Regions from separate parts of the Capra hircus genome. Here region 1 is linked to region 2. Evidence: chromatin contacts called from public Hi-C data. All regions are on one chromosome and are shown on one strand. Each heading gives the region's core, a stretch centred on a gene start, on an enhancer-like site or on the middle of the called end of the contact. The rest is flanking DNA. Distances are from core to core; before and after follow the strand shown.

The links. A called contact is a pair of places that touch in the nucleus more often than the background predicts.
Region 1: a contact with region 2 is called in a Hi-C map of liver, with 4 times the contacts expected there. The contact joins the enhancer-like site here to the promoter of SNX30 in region 2. A contact is called at or near these places in 4 of 5 Hi-C or Micro-C datasets (blood and liver).

Annotation. Positions count from the first base shown.
Region 1 is chr8:101,778,134-101,785,252 of ARS1.2, reverse strand. SNX30 (sorting nexin-30) reads right to left here. Exons shown (of 9, transcript XM_013966270.2): 3 at 5,620-5,730. Among named protein-coding and RNA genes, the nearest start is that of SLC46A2, 61 kb to the left of the region's middle. Within about 2 kb of position 5,827, at least 1 of the 5 cell types and tissues checked has an H3K27ac peak or open chromatin away from gene starts, as enhancers often do.
Region 2 is chr8:101,713,028-101,720,242 of ARS1.2, reverse strand. SNX30 (sorting nexin-30) reads right to left here and starts at 2,237. Exons shown (of 9, transcript XM_013966270.2): 1 at 1,910-2,237. The coding sequence starts at 2,065.

The DNA.
Region 1 (7,119 bases), core at 4,578-7,077, 61 kb before region 2:
TTTTACTGATTACTTCATATTAAGAAAAACAAACACTGCATTACAAATTTCTCCTTATTAATTCCTATGTGTTTACCACTACCCAAAACATAAATGGGTCCGTAATACACACAAATGCAGCTTTCTAGAAAAGCTCCCATCATAAAAATTGAAGCAAGCATTAAATTTCCAAGTGAAACTGAAAACTAAAGATTTTAATAAATGTATTTGCTTCATCTCCAAACTCTGTGCCCATCGAGTCATGAAATCTCTCTGCTGCGTAATGAGTTGTGCCCTAGTTAATGAAGCAGTGTTAAAGCCAACTTCCGAGACAAAATGTAAATTAAAAAGCAAAAACCACATCACAGTGAAGACTCTGGTGGCTCCCACTGTCAGATTACAAAGAAAAGCAAAGTGAACTGCCATTACGAGATGACAAACATCCCCATCCACCGCAACTCTAGCTTTAGGGTGCCATTTGAAAAACACCTGATTGTTTCTGCTTTTCAAATCCCAGAAAAGTTAAGCAATATAAAAAGAGAAATTTTTTTTGGAGCACTAGAGAATATAATGGTACTGTTAATAGGACAGAATTTGTTAAAGACACAAAGCAGAAAAGATTGGGTTGAGAGAAAAACCCATCACCATTAACCATCTTGTGATACTATTCAGGCAAAGGAACAGTCGACAGGAAGTAAGGGGTTGAGTTTCCCTGGGAGAGCCCCGGAAGCTACCAAGTTCAGAGCCACTGGGGCTGAAAACCGGGCAAGCCTCAGGGCAGCCAATGGGAAGAAGCAAATGGAAGAACTTGGGGGCCTCCCCAGAACCAAAGTCCGGCTGGCTGTTTGTCTGCCATTTCACATGGCTCCAGTGAAGCCCTCCAAAAAGTGGGAACTTTATCTCCATGCTCCTAACATAAGCAATAGGCTCTGAAAGCTCAGGAATTCTCACAAAGTTTTAACCATAGCTGACTAAAATTGGAAAAAAAAAAAAACCAGCAAAAATATCCATTTCTCCACCATCATTCCCAATTTTCCAGCTGACTCACTAAAGTTCTAACGTTCCCTTGAAAAATAAAGCATGTGCAAAGAGCCAAAAAAACTTGGAAAACAAAGAATACTGTGGGTAGAGACAGGGACCTATCCAACCAGATGCTGATACATTCTGTAAACTTATAATAATTCAATAGTGTAGCAGGGATACCACACTAAAGAGATCGATGAACCAGAAGGTTCAGAAACAGCCCAAGACTATACAAATCTAATGCATGACAGAGTCTAACACACGAGCTATGATATAGGTGACTGACTACTCCTAAGCGGTTGTGGGACAACTCACCATCTGAAAAAAACAAGATCTCCCCATCTCACGTCAAAATACACTCCAGCTTTAAGCACTAAATACAAGGACACAAAAGTAACAGAAGAAAATATATTACTTTTTTTTTTTAACATCCCAGGTTAGAAACAAGCTTCAAAGCCAGAACTGTACGGGAAAAATTACCATGGCTGGGAGGGAAGGGATACTACTATTACAAAGTCAAGTTGAAGAAAAAAGGTAACTAAGAAAAAAAATAGATATTCTCAACTGCGTTAATGTCCTTTGCAGATATACAGAGTATTCACAAAACAATGAGGAAAAAAATTTTCAAATGAAGAGGCAATTCATAAAAGAAATGTCAACCTCCAGTAAAGTCACAGGAAGATATCCAGCTTCACTAACTGGATAATGAAAACTAACCGTACAAAAACAAACTCAAAATAGGTTAAAGACCTAAATATAAGAGCTAAAATTATAAAAATTTCAGTGAGCAACATAGATGTAAATCTCTGTGATCTGGGATTAGGCAATGGTTTCTTAGCTAAAACACCAAAAGCACACACACACAGGGTACAATTGGTAAACTGGACTTCATTAAAATTTTAAAACTTTGTACTTCACAGGATACCATCAAGAAAATAGAGAGACAAGTCATTAAATGGGAGAAAATTTTTGCAAATCATATACCTGAAAAGGGACTAGTATCCAGATTATATAAAGAACGGTCTTAATGCAATAATAAAAGGACAACCCGGTGCTAGAGAAGACTCAAGAGTCGCTTGGATGGCAAGGACCAAAGCAGTCCATCCTGAAGGAGATGAACACTGCTGGCGTGAACATAAAATGAAGCAGCCACTTTGGAGAACAGTCTCACAGTTCCTCAAAAGGTTAAATACACAGTTAAACGCAATTCAGCAATTATAGTCTTAGGTATACACCTGAGAAAAAAGAAAACATAATGTCCACACAATAACTCACACGTGAACGTTCACAGCAGCATTACTCACAGCAGCCAAAAAGTGAAAACAACCCAACTGTCCATCAAAGGCAGCGAACAGAGAAAATGTGATATTTCCATAGAAGGGACGCTCATCTGACAACAAAAACAAAGCACTGACTGACACGTGCTAGAACATGAATGAGCACTGAAAACATTACGCTATGGGGAAAACTGGCACAGAAGACCACTGTGTATGATTCTCCGTATATCAAACGTCCAGAAAGAGGCACACCTACAGAGACAGGACATAGAGTAGTGGTCGCCAGGCCCTGGGAAAGACAGGGTTTGGAATTAACAGGCAAGGATCAAGAGGTTTCTTTTAGGGATCATGAAAAGGTTCTAACACTGATCTGCTGATGGCTCTATGAATACACTAAAAGCTCTTGACTTGTATTTTCAAGTGGGTGAATTGTATGCTATATCAATCAGAACTCAATAAAGCTTTTCTTAAAAAAAGAAATGAAAATTTAAACAATAACTATGCTATGTGTTTACTGGGTCTCCCTCTGATAATAAACTCTCCTGGAGAGGCGTCTTTGTCCATCTCATAATCCCTCATCTTCCCAAGTGCTGTAAGAGGACCAACACAAAGTTGATTATTAACAACAAACAATCACCTCCTAGAAAAGCTGCTGTAAAGTGAACTTCTGGGGAAAAAAACGGTTTCCAGTCTGACTTTCATGTTTAAGTCAGAAATGCTCTCCTACACTGAATCTCTCTCCTCCCCAGATATGCACTAAGAATTTACGAAGAAATTTAAATCTCTACATGCTTCAAAAGTACCTTCTACTCAATGCTTCCACCCAGACCAAAGGAAACCAGACTTAAAGATACTGGTTAAAGATAACAGACTTAAAAATTCACCTTGGGCATTCTGGAAGACTTCCAGTCTCCTAATTCTGGCTTGTGTCTACACATGAGGCTATTATGTTTTACCAGCAGGTGTCGCTGTCTAACTTTGATCTTTAAGTGCAAAACTTCAAATTCACCTAGTTGCCAGGAGGTGGCGCATTAATTCCCCTTATGCATAGTATGGACTACACATAAAGAGCAACTTTCTACAGAGGAGAGAAAAAAGGGGTAACTGTACGGTGGAAAAACCTGACAAGCATTATCTCAAAGCAGGTGAACAAGATTAACATCCACAGTGATAAATACTGTTAATGACAGTATGTACCCTTTCATGATGTAACGAGGATTGTACTTAACCTCTGTGCTTTTCCTCCGCAAAACACATCACACCTGGCTAACTGCGAGCAAAACACCAGACAAATCTCAACTGAGGAACATTCCACAAAAAGCCTGACCAGTACTCCTCAAAGCGATCCAGGTCATCCCAAACCAGGAAAGCCTGAGAAACCGTCACAACCAAAACAGCCTGGGACTAAGGAAACTAAATGTAAAGTGGTACTGGTTCGTTATTTGTGACAAACGTGCCATGCTAATAGAAAATGTTTATAATAAGCCAAACTGGCCGTGAGGTCTATGAGAACTCACTGCACTGTCTTCTCAAGAATTCAGTAAATCTAAAACTGTTCTAAAATAAAAGTTTATTTAAAAAAAATTCACTAGTCGCCAATTTTGCCAAATTAGTATCTGTAAGGGATAGTTTCAACTTCTTACAAACTATTGGCTTTTTTTTTTTCTTTTGGCATGTCTTGAAGTGATCAGAAAAAGGAAAAGGGAAACTTTAGGCTTCAAGAGCAGAGGGAATGGGAGTAGGGCGTGGGGGGTGGAGGGTGAGGCGGGGGTGGAGGTGGGGTTCATTCTCCTCACAGCACTAGCAACATGGCCACTTCTGCCTTGAAAATTAAGAAAACTGCTAGAGAGCTCCCAGCATAGCCAGCCTCTTCCAACCATGAGGGGATGACTGGAAGATGCAGCAGGCAGTGCTGAGAAGTTACCCAGCCAAGGTTTTTACTGAAAGATAAAGCCATCACTTCATGGGAAATAGATGGGGAAACAGTGGAAACAGTGTCAGACTTTATTTTTGGGGGGGCTCCAAAATCACTGCAGATGGTGACTGCAGCCATGAAATTAAAAGACGCTTACTCCTTGGAAGAAAAGTTATGACCAACCTAGACAGCATGTTGAAAAGCAGAGACACTACTTTGCCAACAAAGGTCCATCTAGTCAAGGCTATGGTTTTTCCTGTGGTCATGTATGGATGTGACAGTTGGACTGTGAAGAAAGCTGAGCGCCGAAGAATTGATACTTTTGAACTGTGGTGTTGGAGAAGACTCTTGAGAGTCCCTTGGACTGCAAGGAGATCCAACCAGTCCATTCTGAAGGAGATCAACCCTGGGATTTCTTTGGAAGGAATGATGCTGAGGCTGAAATTCTAGTACTTTGGCCACCTCATGCGAAGAGTTGACTCATGGAAAAGACTCTGATGCTGGGAGGGATTGAGGGCAGGAGGAGAAGGGGATGACAGAGGATGAGATGGCTGGATGGCATCACGGACTCGATGGACGTGAGTCTGAGTGAACTCCGGGAGCTGGTGATGGACAGGGAGGCCTGGTGTGAGGCAATTCATGGGGTCTCAAAGAGTCGGACACGACTGAGCAACTGAACTGAACTGAACTGAAAGCCCTTATTGAAGTGTTTCATGACCCAAATTTCCCTAAAGCCCCAAAGCTCAAGAAGCATCTAGGATCTAAATAGTCATTTATACTTCAAAGAGAAAGTAGTCAGAGAAGTACTCCACATGTATGCTGATTTTAAGTAGTCTTTTAAATTTTATTTGCTCCAGTTTTTGTTTTTTTTTTTAATGTGCAACTAAAGTAACAGACGAGTAGTATGTTTCTTCAATAAACAGAGTTAGGCGGCTTTGGGTTTGTTGTTTTAAAGGAAAAGCTATGGTTGATGGATTATGTGCTAGACTCCTGCTCCCTGAATTACCCATGTCTCAAGAAAACCCAGCCAGCTGTAATCTGAGGCATCTTTCTCCACCTGGTGGCAGCTCTCCAAACCTCAGAACTGTATCTAGGAAGGGTGCAACAGCCAGCCTTTAAGGAGGCAGCAAAGGAGAACTAGAACTCTCTATACTTAAAAAAAAAAAATCAATCTCCTTGTCACAAGGAATATGAAAATCTACCCCACTCCACCCAAGAAACCAGCATACGATATAGCAGATCAGAAATCAAAACCCAAAATGGAAATAATTATACAGCATCCACAAAATGAACAGCTGATGGGTAGATCTGGTATAAAATTTAAGGCAGTGTTTGCCCATAATTTGAGGGGTGAGAGTTGAGTGAACAGTCAGGAAAGAGAAAGAAGGAAAAGTGAGTAACAAGCTGTACTGACTTAGTACCTACGGGAATGAGATGAGTGGGCTGGGATTCTTCCAGTTTGTTCCTCAACCAGTCAAAATCCTGGTATCTTCGACGGACAGAATATTCTGGCAGGTCAAACTCCACCCGAGTACTCTGCAGATGAGAAGAGCAGAACAAAATCAGGGTGAGAAAGAGCAGCTGTCCTGGCAGCAGGGAAGGAAAAAAGCTCTTTCTGGATAACCTAACTGGGCAAGAACACACTTTCCTTCCACCAAACACGCCAGCCACATGGCAGGGTTTCCCGGGATGGAATGACGAGTCTAGGCGTGGGGTCTAGTTAAACATTTCAAGGATCTATATGGAAAATGTTGAGATTTCATTCCCCTCGGAAATGGAACTATCCCCCAAAATTGTGTTCAGAAAACATCTGATTCATCTCCAAGCTTAACTTTGAAAATTTCTTTTAGTAGATCCCTGGAGAAGAAAATGGCAACCCACTCCAGTATTCTTGCCTGGAGAATCCCATGGACAGAGGAGCCTGGAGGGCTACAGTCCATGGGGTCGCAAAGAGTCAGACATGACTGAAGTGAGTAACACATACACAGAGTAATTCCACTGAGAATCTTGCTTACTGAATCCAAACCTGTGACTCTGTTTAAAAAAAAAAGTTTCCACCTTCTGCTAAATATGCTGATAAGTTCTGCCAAAGGCAGAGGAAAAACAAAAAGTAGAGATAACAGATTACCTGCTCATTTAGGAACCAGATTAGATGAAAATAGAAAAGGTTTTGCCTATTCTGCCATATCCTGCCAGGACCATAAGCCTGAAACTATACTGCATTTTAGATGATTTTTTTTTTAATCTAGAAGGAAATGATACTAAAATATCATTGTATGGCAGAAAAAAATATTAATCACATCCCCTTCCCTGAATTTAAGTTTTCTGAAATGTGATTTCAACACTTAACAAAAACCAATACTAAATAAAATGAATTTATACCAAAGCAAGATTTTTATACATTAATTAGTCCAAACCAAAATTATGTCTCCAATACACCACTTCTCCCTATGAGGGTACCGACTATATGGCAGTCATAGTTCTCAGAATTTAAAGTACAGAATAAAAATGGCTCAAGCTATCTTTTATAAACTTACTGAAATCTTTCACATCAAAAGTCTGTTTTAATCCATGGCACCAAGAAAACCTTAAAAACACATAAACAAGAGTCATCCATCACAGAAGCAGCCAGTGAACAGCTCTGGCATCAAAAATTATGATTTCATCCTCCCCAGAAGCCAGGCTCACAGACTGAGCAAAACTGTGAAGTCAAAGGACTCGATCTTGGACAAAACCCCAACTCTTCCTGCCTCTTTTCCCCTTGTCAAAGTTCTGCACACCAGCATATGCCCACGAAACACAACCCTCCCCTGTGAAGCAGAGGCAGGAGCGGGAGACATGGGCACGTTTGTTTAATGAGGCATTTATGATTTATTAGAAGGCTCCCCAGAGGAATGAGTGTTGTAGAACTCCAGAGAGAGAGAG
Region 2 (7,215 bases), core at 988-3,487:
GGGGTACAGGGCATCTGTCCTTTCAGTACTTAGCAAAAATGCCCACACTTCTAAGTCAGGTGTCCTCCAACAGTGGTTCATTAAGCAATCAACTTCCAAGATGGCCCCAACAATTCTCACTTCCTGGGATTCATACCTTCTTCCCAGACTGCACCAGTGATGACCAGTGTGACCAACAGAATATGGCTCAGCTATATCATTTCTGAGATTATGCATCTTGGGATCTCTCCATCTCTTGGATTCCTTGCTCTCGGGGAAACCAGTTGTCACCTGAAGCAGCCTTATGGAAAGGAACGAAGGCCTGACAACAGCCAAGTGAGTGAGCATGTAAGCTGGAATCCACCCTCTAATCCAGTCTTCAGTGACTGCAGCCTATGTCAAAGCTTGAAGAGAAGCTTATGAAAGATCTGAGTCAGAACCACTGAGATTTAAGTTGCTCCCAGATTTCTGACCCAGACACTATTTTCAGATGCTCAATGTTGGAGTAATTGGTTACACAGCCATAGATAATTAATTCACTATCCTATATAGACCTGAGAAAGAAATCTTAAGTTTAACCTCAATTCCTATTCTACATGCACACACAGGACCAAGTTCTCTGTCCATAAGAAAGCAACAAATTATCATCATTCAACAATTACTTATTAAATAGCAAATATAGGCAAGGTATTTCCAAGCAACTGAAACCTTCATATAGTTTATAATCTTCTATAAAATAAAGAGAAATATTTACAATGAGACATGCACATACCTCCAGTTGCTCAACCCATTGGTTTCATTAGCTTTATAAGTTTCCTTACTCCTAATGCTGTCCCTCCCCTTGCTCCCCCAACTCTACTCTCTGCTTTCACAAAGCTCCTGGGAAGGTTCATCAAGTCCCACTCCCTGGCTATTCTGACTACTCAGTGCTCTCACACTCATTTTACCACCACATGTCCTCCCATCTAAGGGGGAAAGAAAGTTGGGTCTCCTGATTTCATTTAGTACTGGGACAAAGAGGCATTCATTTAGTATTTTACTAGGAGAGAGTAAATATCCTGATCACAGGTGTTGAGAACAACTCTAATTTCTGCAATTAGTGACTAAGTCACCACGGCAGCGCTGATACAATCACTGCTGAGTCCTGATCACAGCTGAGATGCCTGTGGGGGGAAGGGAGATGCCGTCCGCCCCTAACCCTTCACTGGACTCTCCCGTGCCTCAAAGCAGCAGGAGGGTCATGCTGCTCTAAGAGAATCAGGAACCTCCCTCTACACAAACGAGGTCAATGGGCGACCTTTCTTCCCATCCGCCACAAAACCAGCCTCTGCCAAGCCTAAACAGCGTGGGAGACCGTCAGAGGTAAATGGAGCCCCAGACAGAAAACCACAGGGGCACTCTCCTCCCGCAGCCGGCGGGGATCTGAGTCAGGTGACTCTCCTGGGCACACAGCAAACCTAAACAAAGATCACTCCCCACGTGACAGACGGGGGGTAAGAAGCCTCTGGCAGTTAAGACCACGGAAAACCATTAACTCTTTTTTCTTTGCCGTCCCAGCAAACTGGCGGAGCTACAAGTGACTGCATCTGGAGGAACCGGGACCCCATCCCCGGACACAGGCGCCAAGCACCGCACACACGCCTCCAGCCTCAGCGAGCAGGCGGGACCCCTCCCCACCAGCTGTCACTGGCGCTCGAGACCAGCCAAGCCCGGCCAGCCCCTCGACTCTGGCCGCTCCCCCTGCGCGACTGCGACCCCGCGGGGGCGGCAGAGAGGAGACGCTTCTTCCCAAGGCTCTGGGGCTAGGGCACGCCGGCCCCCGGGAAACGGGCGGCAGGGTGGGCGCGGCCCGGTGCCCAGCCGGGCTCTAGATGCTTCATCCCCCTCGGGAGCCCAACCAGTCTCCCAACCGCAGCCCCGCGCGTCCCACCTTGTCGCCGAAGCTGCGGGCAGTCAGCAGGTCCGGGCTGGGCGTGCTGTCGCCGCCCACGGCCTCCTCGCTGCTGGAGCCGGCCAGCGGGTGCGGCATGTCGCGCAGAGATTGGGGCCCGGTGGACGGCAGGGCCTTGGGGGGCCCGCCAGACATGGCGCGCTCGGCTCGGGACGCGCCCGCCGCCGCCGCCGCTTCCTTCTACAGCCCGCCTCCGCGGGCTCCCCCAGCGCCCCGGCCGAGGCCGCGCTCGATCGGAGGCCCAGCACCAGCGGGGTCGGGAGCCGCCGCCACCGCCACCCGCCGGCTGCGTCTGCCCGCGCCGCGCTGGGCTGGGCTGGGCCGGGCTGCTCCGCTCCGAGCCGCGCCGCGCGCCCCCGCTCGGCACCCGAGCCTGCGGCGGGTCCGCTCGCACCTTAGCCCGGGCGCCCGGCCCGCAGCGCCACGCCGCCCAGCCAGCTCGCGGCCCCGCCCCCGCGGCGCCCGGCGGTCCCGGGAGGGGGAGGTGGAGGGGGCGGGGAGAGCGCGGGAGGGGCGGGGAAGGGGAGGCGGTCAGCTCGGTCCCCGCCCGCCGTCCCGCAGGAAGTGCGACCCCGGCCCTCTGCGGCGGTCGGGCGAGCGTCCAAGCTCGTCTCCCGGAGGCCGGCCTCTTGGGGTCTGCGCGCACACCCCGGAGCTAATGTTTAACGGAAATCAGAGGTGGAAACAGACGTTGGAGGGCCCTGTTCTATCTATTCCAGCCGCGTTTACTGCTGCGCCCAGGGGCAGCCACGCTTGGGACTCGGGCGGGGGCTTTAGGGACACGCACGTGAGTTGGGATTTTCTGGCCTCTCAAACCCGAGATAGAAAGAACGACGAAGCAAGAATGGCATAAAAGCTTATGAGGCTCCTTGAGCACAGAGAACATCGGGCGGGGAAACCTACAAGGGAATTCGAGGAGGCATTGTGGATTTCATCAGAGGCACGCTGAGATCCCTATGCCTTCTTGCTTCTGCAGTTCACCGGGTTTATGTAAGGTAGAACCTCAGGAGAGAGAGCATCAGTAAATAGAAAGCGAGTGCTACACTTGATCTATGACTCTTAAAGGCACACCTTGACCGAACTGCCGTTTGAAAGCATCGTGAGGTTCCCTGTCGTTGGTTTTCATGCTTCTGTGCTTCCTTTCCAGGCTTTTGGCTGGGCTGGACTCTGACCTTCGTTAGCCGGATGGATAGTCAAGGCGTTACTTGGCTATTTGAAGATGGAAGTTCACCTTCTTTCTCCACTTTACCTGGCTTCACCGCTTCTGTGTTCAGGGCCAAGTCAGTAGAGGTCATCAGCCCATGTTAGAAGAGATTGGATACTACAGTAACAGGGAGGGGTGCCCTTATAAGGGACCGCATTTCCTGATCTATTTCCCAAACCCTTTAGGTCTATCCAGTTTCACCTGACTAATCTTTTTTTTTTTTTTGGCTCCCCTGGGTCTTAGTTGCAGTGGGTGGGGATCTTTCGTTGCTTTCTATGGAATCCAGTTCCCTGAGCAGGAATCAAACCCAGCCCCCCTGCATTAGGAGCACAGTCTTAGCCACTGGACCACCAGGGAAGTCCCATCACCTGACTAGTCTTGAAGCTGGGATTCACTGTGGTCTCCATCACGTTTTTGTTTTTGTTTTTTTCAAACAAACAAATGATACTTTAGCAGGAGGAGAATGCCAAGAGCTAAAGCTGACCCAAAACATCTCCCAGGAATTCACTGAGACCTTCCCTTATTTACCCTGGTCTAAATCATCTGACCTTAGTCCTCAAGTTATCATCTATTCCCTTCCCCCGACCCCCAACGCGGGTCTGCCTTGGTGGAGGAGAACAGGGCTCAGAGGATACTGGGAACAATTTTAAATACTAAATCTACCTCACAGGAATGCCAGTGTCCAGCCATCTTGGAGTTGCATAAAATTAATACTTTTATATTCAAGGGATACTTACAACTATGACAGACCCTGTTGTCTGTTCTTTCAATTAAAGCAAATAGCATGAATATAACTAGACATGAGAGTTCTATAGATGTACAACAGATATTTTTTTTTTTATTGAATGGTGTTTTTTTTTCTTTAACACCCAGGCCACCTTCCCATAATCAAGGTCTTATTTTATTCAGACTCCACACAGCTTTCTCTTCAGAATGCCAAGTAAGAGTGAAAAGGGACCAATATTTGAATTCCTGATTGCAAACTCTAAGTGGGTGACCATGAGCAAGTTACCTAACCTAAATGAACCCACTTCCTAAACCAAAAAGGACAAGGAGCAGGTAATAAAACTTCCTTTACTTGGTGGATGTGAGAACAAAATAGCATTTGCTATCTAACATTCCCAGCAAAATGCTGGCATGGATAGATGTTCCCTAAATCTTAATCCCCTTTCTTTCCCTCTGTGCTTTCTCTACTATTCTTATGAAATGATAATCATAAAGCTTTCATAAACATGCTACTCTCCAAACTCCTCTATTTGCTCATTTGGGGTCAGTGTATCATTTTTCTATGCTCCTACCATTTAAAAAAACCAAAAACAAAACAGAGTCTCTGAAAGCCCATATGAAACAGTTTATTTTCTAGTTTCCTGGTTGGTCAATGGCTTGCGGCCACAATGATCCAGTGGGTAGTCATCAAAACTAAAGAAAGTGAACTTCTGTGGAAAACATTTTGGAATACAGTTTCCACCATTCCAATTTAGCCTAGGACTGCCTATTCATATTCACCATTTCCTGTTGTATTTCAGTGTTCTTTGTGGTGGAAAACTGTCACTGAAATAGAGCAAGTGTTCCGGACTGTGTGCCTGTGCGTCTACTAAAAGGTTTTCAAAGCAACATGGTGGCAAGGAGGAAATGTGAAGTGTCTGCATCGGAGCAAAAGGTTGTACTGTTGACTGGAATTTATAGAGGGAAGCTTGGGTTTCTAGGGCTCAGCTCTGAGGAAAATGCACTGGATGTGTGTGCATAGGGGAGGTACCACCAGGACCCAAGAACACAGCATGGGGCCTTCCCCCACCTCCCAATCCCCTCACCGCTGTCTATAAGCTGGAACCTTTCAGAAGACAGGGCTTTGGGCCCCAGAATTCGGTAAGTATGCCTGAATCCTGAAACGTCATAGCAAGTCTCAGGGCTTTCCATGAGCACCCAGACCTCAGAAACAAAGCAGAGTCACAGTGAAGCATTCTCTCTTTCCCTCCCCTGGTACAGCATGTGCTTAGGCCTTATTCATGTTTGTGTTAGCTGCTTATCCTCTTCTGGTTTTTCATACAATCATGGCTTTATTTTATATGACATCCCAAACCCTGCCTCAAAATAACACCACGACTTCTGAAGTGGACGGCTGATGAGGACAAAGGAGGTTTTCAGAGGGCATTCAGAGTGACATGTAGAAAGCCACAGCAGGCCGCCTCCAACAAGAGGGGCAACTGAGAAGGCGCTATCACCAACAGAGGCAAAATTGTGTGCACAGTTGAATTTAGCCAGTGATGTCCCAGGAAAAAGCAAAAGCCAGAAGGTCCACTGGAGGCCTTTTGCAAACAAGAAATTAGAACTTACCCCAGAAACAGCAGAGAAGCTTGTGGGTAAGTGATAGGATTGTTTCATCTTTCCACGTAGAAGCTCCAAGCTTGAAAACATGGAGACCCTCTGCAGCAGGGAATATAGTACAGATGGTGGAGTTGGTGCCTAAGAACCACCAGTGAGTTTGTTAAGATGCAACTTTCTAGACCCACCTAAGAGAGTCTGATTTAGGGATGATGGGGTCTGGAATCTGCATTTCTTAAAAACAACATCCTAGCTGATTCTGGTCTATACAGACTATACTTTAAGAAATACTGTTTCTCATAGCTCCACCCATTTCTCTAAATCATATATTGATGTGCCTGTTTGTGTCAATAGCACTTTTAAACTTGTTACTTTGGAAAATTTTCCTGTTTGATGAAAAGTTGCTCAGAAAGGCAATTTTCTCTTATCAAATTCTAATTATTTGGTCCTTTTGCCCTAAATTTTATGCTAATTTTTATTGACCATTTACCAGGTGCTTAAAATGTGGGCGAAGAGCTCAGATAAACTGTCTGCTGACAGATTCATATCACAGCTCTGGCTGTAAAGACCCTCACAATGAAGTAGATGTTTTCCAGAGCCCCCTCCACCCCCAGACTTCTCTAGCTAACCCTGCAGGCTTCCCGGAGTTTCATCTGGCCACGGAAATGTGATTCATTGCCAGTACAGAGGGCTACCTGTTACCTGACTGTCTTTACAAGATGGCTCTGGAGTGGGTAGGTGTATGTATATTCCTTTCTAGTGTCTACCCATTTGAGAGGCTGGGCTGGAGAAGGGTATTGAGCTGACAAGCACTGGAAGCCTTAGTATTGAGGCTTATTAGTGAATCTTTGGACAGAATGGAAAGCCTGTTTATTAGCTGTGTGACCCGTGATAGTCTTTGGTTCCATCATGAGGAATGATCTTTAAAAAGCATCTAGAAAATGAACATTCAGACATCATATGACCCAACAGTTCCACTCCTAAGACATATAAACAATGCATATGTATATTCATCAAAAGATGGATTCAAGAGGGACTTCCCTCACAGTCCAGTGGTGAAGGCCCCTTGCTCCCAGTGCAGGCGGCATGGGTTCCATCCCTGGTCAAGGAGCTAGATCGATCCCACAAGCTGCACAGCATGGCCCCTTCCCCCAAAAAAGAAAAGATGGATTCAAGAATCTCCATAGAAGCAGATATTTATAGTAACCAAAACTAGAAAAAACCCACCTGACTGTCAACAGCGTAGTGACACAAATATATGTTATACTGCAAGGAGAATGAAGAAGCACGTGGTGGGGAGATCCCTGGCAGTCCAGTAGTTAGGATTCTAGGCTTTCACTGTGTGCGGGGGTCTGGCTTCAATCACTAGTATGGGACACTGAGATCCTGCAAGCTGCCCAGCGTGGCCAAAAAAAAAAAAAAGATGCAACATGGTGAATGAATTTCACATAGTGTTGAGTGAAAAAAGCCAGATAGGAAGGAATGTCTCCAGCTGATTTCATTTGTATAAAGTTCAAAGACAGACAAAACTGATGTACTGAGGTAAAAGTGGAATAGTGTTACCTTTGTGGGGGTTTCTGGGGTAATGGTATTGTTTCTTAATAGGGGGGCTAGTTCTTTGTAAAACTTCATCAAGCAATACCTTTCTGCTCTGTGAGCCCTTATGTGATAACTTCAGTAAAAGGCTTACCTACATAAAGCATCTAGTCTATGCCCCTCACTCCCTAAGTGTGGAAGCTGAGGCTCAGCGGTGTTAAAT